2 separate regions of the Canis lupus genome follow, and region 1 is linked to region 2. A link is a contact called in public Hi-C data. All regions are on one chromosome and are shown on one strand. Each heading gives the region's core, a stretch centred on a gene start, on an enhancer-like site or on the middle of the called end of the contact. The rest is flanking DNA. Distances are from core to core; before and after follow the strand shown. Region 1 holds the start of ECHDC2 (enoyl-CoA hydratase domain-containing protein 2, mitochondrial). Region 2 has its middle 41 kb from the start of DMRTB1.

The links. Hi-C and Micro-C count contacts between places; a contact is called where the count stands out from the background.
Region 1: a contact with region 2 is called in a Hi-C map of blood, with 4 times the contacts expected there. The contact joins the promoter of ECHDC2 here to the enhancer-like site in region 2. A contact is called at or near these places in 3 of 9 Hi-C or Micro-C datasets (amygdala and blood).

What each region holds. Positions count from the first base shown.
Region 1 is chr5:56,432,412-56,435,889 of UU_Cfam_GSD_1.0, reverse strand. ECHDC2 (enoyl-CoA hydratase domain-containing protein 2, mitochondrial) reads right to left here and starts at 1,468. Exons shown (of 9, transcript XM_038537520.1): 1 at 1,258-1,468. The coding sequence starts at 1,390.
Region 2 is chr5:55,996,872-56,000,027 of UU_Cfam_GSD_1.0, reverse strand. No RefSeq gene overlaps it. Among named protein-coding and RNA genes, the nearest start is that of DMRTB1, 41 kb to the right of the region's middle. Within about 2 kb of position 1,622, at least 3 of the 20 cell types and tissues checked have an H3K27ac peak or open chromatin away from gene starts, as enhancers often do. A contact at or near this core is called in blood, where this site is marked.

The DNA of each region.
Region 1 (3,478 bases), core at 219-2,718, 440 kb before region 2:
CTCTGTCTCTTTCTGTGTGTCTCTCATGAATAAATAAATAAAATCTTTAAAAAAATAGAAATTTCCTTTATCTCTAACCCCCCCAGACACATGTTGACCATCATCCCCCAAGCACATGGCCCACGGATACACATATAAAGGGTCTCATGAAGAAAAAAAATAAATAAAAATAAATAAATAAATAAATAAATAAATAAATAAATAAATAAATAAATAAAGGGTCTCATGACTCAGGTTTTATCAGATGGTAATAAGTGACCTTTTCCCAACAATTAGCTCCCTCAAGGTACTGGAAACCTTGCTTCCAAAATTCCTTAAGAGTACAGCTATCCTCAAACCCCTCCCAACTCCCAGGTATATAATCAGCCACCTTGATGGGATGAGCACTGGGTGTTATGCTGTATGTTGGCAACTTGAACTCCAATAAAAAGAAATAAAAAAAAAAAAAGGTTAAAAAATATATATATAATCAGCCACCCCTCACAGGCCGGGGCGGCAGCTCTTCCCAGGACCCAGGGGTCCTGTCCCTGTGTTTTAAGAAAACCACCACTTTGCACCAAAGACGTCTCAAGAGTTCCTTCTTGGTGGTGGGCAGCGGACACTTATGTCCCAAAACTTAATCAGTAACAAGAATTCTTTCTCGGCCTTAGGGTGCAAACCACACCACCGGGGAGCAGCGTGAACTTTGTGGATTCCGAAGCTCGCGGCGTCGGCCCGAGGGCAGGGCCAGCGCGCGGGGAGTCGCGCGGCTGCTGCGGCCGCCGCTAGGTTGTCCTCGCCGCGCTGCTGGGCGCTGCTGGGCGCTGCTGGGCCGGCCTGGCCAGCGCCGCGGGCTCCTGCGCCTGGACCCGGAACCCAGCCGGGACTCCGGGCCAGGAGGGACGCCGGGCCCCGTGCAGTTCCTGGGGTGGAAGCGGTGGTGCTGGCGGTGCCGGTGCCGAGTCGCAGCCCCGAGCGACGCCCCCTCCCCTCCTCCCCGGCCCCGGGCGACGGCAGGGCCTGGCGTCCACTTGGGTTCCCGCTCACTTGGGGTCGGCGCGGCTGGTAGGGCGGCCACCCACCTCCGCGCCTGGAGCCCGGCCTGGGAAGGGATCGAGTCCCCCAGCGCAGCGAGCGGCCCCGCCTTCCCTTCAACGACCCGTCCTCCGGCGCCTGGTGAGCGCGCGGGCCGTGACTCCCACCCCCGCCGCGGCGCCGGCAGCGCGGCTCGGACCCGGGCGGCCGCCTCCGGGGCGCTCCCCGCGACAGCGCGCTTACCGTGGTCGGCGCCCGCCAGGGCGCGCACTTGGATCTCGGGGGGCCCAGCCGGCCCGTGGGAGGCGCAGCTGCGCGCCCGCAGGGCCTTCCAGGGCCGTGCAAGGCGCCGGGCGTTGGTCAGGGCGCGCAGCATCGGGGCGCAGGCTGGGCAGGTGCCAGGGGCCCCCCGCCGTCCCTCCTGTCCCGCGGAAAGCTCGCGGCTGGGCCCCAGGGTTTCGCAACTGCGCCACCTCCCGGCCGAGCGCGCACAGGGACGCTTGGAGCCCGGGCTAGGCGACCTTGCGGCCTGGGACCGGGGTGGCAGCAGTGTTTTAATCACCAAAGCGGGGGTAATGATAGTGACCACGGTCATAGATAAGGGGGGAGGCTAAAGTAGCGAGAACACGTTTCACTCAGCAATGTCCTGCTGCGAAGGGGAAATGTCCGGTGCGAGCTGACCTCGGCTTCCGTCTGTGCGGAGGTGACTGAGAGCTCTAAGGGGAGGAGGAGACAGCATGGAGGTGAGTGACCCGGGCTCTAGAAGACAGAGAAGTGAGATTACAAAAATCGGGAAAAGTATTAGGCCACGTGAAACCCGCCCGGGGTCAGCAAGCCAAGGCCTGTCCAACCTCAGGCTCCCACAGAAACTAAGGACAGGGTGGGGGGTGTGGTCTGCAGGTGCTGGCTGCAGCAAGCAGTAAATTCTTTTGGCAGTGTTGACTTTAAAAATAACAGGTATAGGGACACCTGGAATGACTCAGCGGTTGAGCACCTGCCTTTGGCCCAGGGCGTGATCCTGGAGTCTCGGAATCGAGTCCCACATCGGGCTTCCTGCATGGAGCCTGCTTCTTCCTCTGCCTGTGTCTCTGCCTCTCTCTGTATGTCTCTCATGAATAAATAAATAAATAATCTTAAAAAAAAAAAGTTATTTTACCAGCAAAAATAGGTTTAAGAATAGCAGAGAATTGCAATTTGGGACAAACAAGCCGCAGTAAACAACCGTAGGCTAGTCCACCAGGGGAGAGAAACATCTTTTATGGAGAAAGTTGGGAAGATTTGTTTTGCAGCTCAGACCCATTGGAGAAAAGCAAGAGTTCTCAGTGATGATGGATTCTCATTGGCTGAGCCGCTGACCTACTAAGTTGCTTGAAGGAGGTACAGTGCCCGGGGAATCCCTGGGTGGCTTAGCGGTTGAGAGCCTGCCTTCGGCCCAGGGGTGACCCTGGAGACCCCAGATGGAGACCCGCATTGGGCTCCCTGCATGGAGCCTGCTTTTCCCTCTGCACCCCCCCTCTCTGAGTCTCATAAATAAATAAATAAAATCTAAAAAAAAAAAATGGAGATACAGTGTCCTTCCTCTCCTGATGCCGCCTCTGACCATTCTGCCTGTGATTGATGTCTAGTAGTAGGATGCCAGAGACCCCCCCCCCCTTCTAGACACCTGACTGCAATTTTAGTAAGGTTTCTTTTTTTTTTTTTTTTTTTTTTTTTTTTTTAGTAAGGTTTCTTGTTAATTTCTACAGCTGGCTTAAATTTTCTCAGGCAGGCACTTAAAGGGGGTGGGTGGGTTAGGGTCATCTTAGGAATGTGGCCTGGAGCTGCTAGGAACTATGTTAGTGTTTAAGTCTTTGTAGGCCGAGGTTGAGGCCTAGTAGAGAAGTGGGCTCAGAGGAGCGGGACTAGAGTTTGGTGACGAAGAGTATCTTTGTCACTATGTCATGGTTGTATTATGATGATTGAATGGGGGTGTGTGAACCTTTTTCCACAAATGCCCAATAAACGTTATTTCATTTTAAAAATGTCATTTCATTTATTCATTCTGGCATTGTCCACATTAATGGACAATGCCATTCACTGCTTCACTGCCCAGGTTACACTTCAATCATTCCAATTTTATGATCAACAATTAGATTACAAAAATATTTGTGAATGTCAGTCTCTAGCTTCTGCTCCCACTACCCACCCAAACTGCTTTTGCCGAGGTCAGCAGTGGCCCTGATGAGTTCTTTCTGGGTGGATCAATAAAGAGTGTTCAGTGAATACTCTCTCCCCCACTTCCCACTTGTTAATGACCCAAAAGTCATTAACAATCCACACCTCCAACCAGTAGCTGGACTGTTGGGTGATCCAGAAATAAAATTCTCTCTTTTTAAAGTCATTGGTGCTTGCTGGGGTCACCACTGTGTCCATTAAAATCTAAACAGAAATGGACTCTCATTTCCTTCCTGGGTTTAGTGGGAAT
Region 2 (3,156 bases), core at 373-2,872:
AATGATGTCACTAGGACCTGGTCTCTCTGCCTTTTTCTTAATTCTCCCCCTCACTCACCATAAGTTGGGTTGACCTCACTTTCTCCACATCAAGGCTAGCAGAAAGAGAGGTTTCTTTCATCCCTACAGATCTAACCAAAGTCTAAGGGTTGGGTTTCATTGACTGTGACTGGGTTGCATACCCATTCCTAAAGTGATCACTGGGGCACAGGTGTGTGTAATTTTCTGATTGGGCATGTCTGGGTCACATGCTTACTCCTGAGGTTGGGCATGGGGATAGCAGCACCATCTAAACTACAAGGACCGGGCAGCCCAGGTGGCTCAGCAGTTTAGTGCTGCCTTCAGGCCAGGGCCTGATCCTGGAGACCCAGGATCAAGTCCCACATCAGGCTCCCTGCATGGAGCCTGCTTCTCTCTCTGTCTCTCATGAATAAATAAATAAAAATCTTTAAACCACAAGGGCTACAAGTGAGGAAGGAAGATTCCAAAAATCTATGTTTCTGTCCAGGTGGGTAGGATGGACATGAAACTGGTCAAAAGAAACTATCAAAAAAAAAAAAAAAAAAAAGAAGAAAGAAAGAAACCGTTACCTCTACTTTAGACAGGAAAACACTAGCAGAGAACAGGAAGCCGTGATAAGGTTTGCTGAGCAAAAGCAGGGTTAATTATAGTCCTTCACGCAAAACATTTTCTATTCTGTCCAATTAGCAGGCTGCACAAGTGCCATCACATGTGTGGGATTAACCGTATTGTACGTAGGACTTCATTACAGCACCAAACTGCTTGCTTGAGGCTTATCTGCACAGCACCCTGCATGCTCCTGAGCAAGGCTGTCTGCTCTCACCCTACAAGCACTAAAGATTTCCTCCAGCCCCGCAGGGCAGTTCTGGGCCACCCTTGGAACTGAAGTCAGGATAAACCTGACCCAAACCCTTGGCCTTGGGTCAGAGCCAAGCTTGCCCCGGGGTGGGTGTTGTGGGAGAAGGGTCCCAAGATTCTGACACTCCTCCTGCCATTCAGATCCCTGAGAGAGGGCCTGAAGAGGGGACCGCTTGAATGGGCTTCGAGAAACAGCCCTGGTGAATGCTAGTCGGGCTCCCCCCGGGGAACCTTGTCTAGTCAGGGTCTCCCCAGCCTTCACCTGAAATTATCTGTCCACCTTCCTTGATAAATGGGACAGACTCATCGTCTGGAAAAACTTCTCCTGGTGAGAAGGGCTTGCTCCTCAGGGCCGGGCCTGATGGAGAGTGTCGGGAGCAGAAGGGCTTGTCTGAACATGATTTACTGAAGACATGTCACCTTCGAGGCTTTGAGAAGAAGAAGAAGAGCAGGGACACCGGTCTTAAGGGTGTGAAGGACAGGATTTCTGGGCGATCTTTGTGGGCCCGTGCAAAGAACTCGTCGGTCCTGGGGCGCCCCCTGCTGGTCATGGCCCCAAATGGCATTTAGGTGAGCTCAGGCCTCTACAGCAGGGTCAGAGGTTCAGAGGTTGGGTGCATCCCTGCTCCGCGCGTCAGGCCGGGGCCTTCCAGGTGGGCCTGGCACTCCTCCTGGGCGCAGGCAGGTGGCACCCCACCGGGACGCTCAGGCTCTGCTGCCTCTGATGACACCCAACCACCGAACACAGAAATTGTGTGCAGGACCTTTCTCCCGTGTCTTCAGCAGAGCGTGAAGAGAGATGCACCCAGCTCTGGGGTCGGCCTGCCACAGAGCGACTGGGAGTCTGGGAAAGTCTCACCTCCCTCGTGAGATGGGGTTCAAGCGCTCGCTGAGGTGGGTCGTCAGAGCTGCACCGAGTCGGCAGACTGCTTCCGTGTCTGTTCCCTCAGTGTCCTGGGGGAGCCAGCTGTGTCTTCAGCGTGTTGGCTGGGGCTCATCTAAATGTCCTGCCACGTGGACCTTCCTACAGGGAAAATCTGATGACGATGCTCTCCTCCGGACAGTTCAAAGTCCAGGTGGCTGGACCAAGAGGTCCCTGATCAGCTGCCGTTGTCTTCATTCTCCAGCAAGGACCAGTTGCTGCTGCTCCCCAAACGCCCTCCCCGACCCCAAGCTGCCTCTTGCTTGTCCTGGTTCCTCATGCTCCCCTGGCACCAGCTCAGTGCTCCCACCCAGTTCTCAGTCTAGCCCAGTGAGCACCGCTTCTGCCAGGAAGCCTTTCTGGCCTCCCGGCAAGACAGGTGGCTCCTTGGGGTTCTGAGGTCAAGGGGTTCCGTCTGCCTTGCCCTGCCTGTCTGTGCCCAGCTCCACCTCCCTGGCTGAGTGGGAGCACCGCCAGGGAAGGGTCCTGTCCTGGCATCAGCTCGGGGACTTGGCACCCAAGAGGGGGCTCAGTGGGGTCAGGGGGAAGGATGGGGGCAGTCCCTGGGAACCAGCCAGGGCAGCAGCTGCCAAGGAGCATCTGCTGGGTGGGGTCAGGGACCTGCCATCCCTGTCGTCTGTGAGAGCTGTGGTCAGAGGTGCACCTTGCGGTGGAGCTGTCTCTGCAGTCCCTCCTCCACTCCAAGTGTGAGTGACCATGGGTCTTGGGCCTGGCGAGGGCTTTCCACAGGCCTGCTCCTCCTCAGAGAGCTCAGGGAGGAACCCCTCCCAGGTGATCGTGAAGACAGGGATGGGGGGGCAGCCACAGCCACCCTCGCCCTTCCTCCCTTTCCCTTCTTTCCTTCCTTTTTCAGTGATCGTCAGGGTGTTGTATTAAGGGATCATTCACATATAATAAAATTCACCTATTTAACACAGTTTGAGAAGTTTTGACAAACAGAGCATTTCCCTTGTCCCCAGAAGTTCCCCGGGGGACCCTTTGCCATTGATGCCTCCCCACCACCAGCCCTAATCCGTCTATACTTTCTATCACTGTAGGTTTTTTTTTTTCTAAGATTTCATTTATTTATTCATGAGGGACACACACAGAGAGAGAGAGAGAGAGGCAGAGACACGGGTAGAGGGAGAAGCAGGCTCCATGCAGACAGCCCGATGTGGGACTCAATCCTGGGTCTCCAGGGTCACGCCCTGGGCTGAAGGCAGGTGCTAAACCACTGAGCCACCCAGGGATCCCCTATACTTTCTATCACTGTAGCTTTACCTTTTCTAGAATCTCAGAGAAACACAATCATACAGTATGTGGGCTGAGATTGGCTTCTTTCACTTATTCTTTTT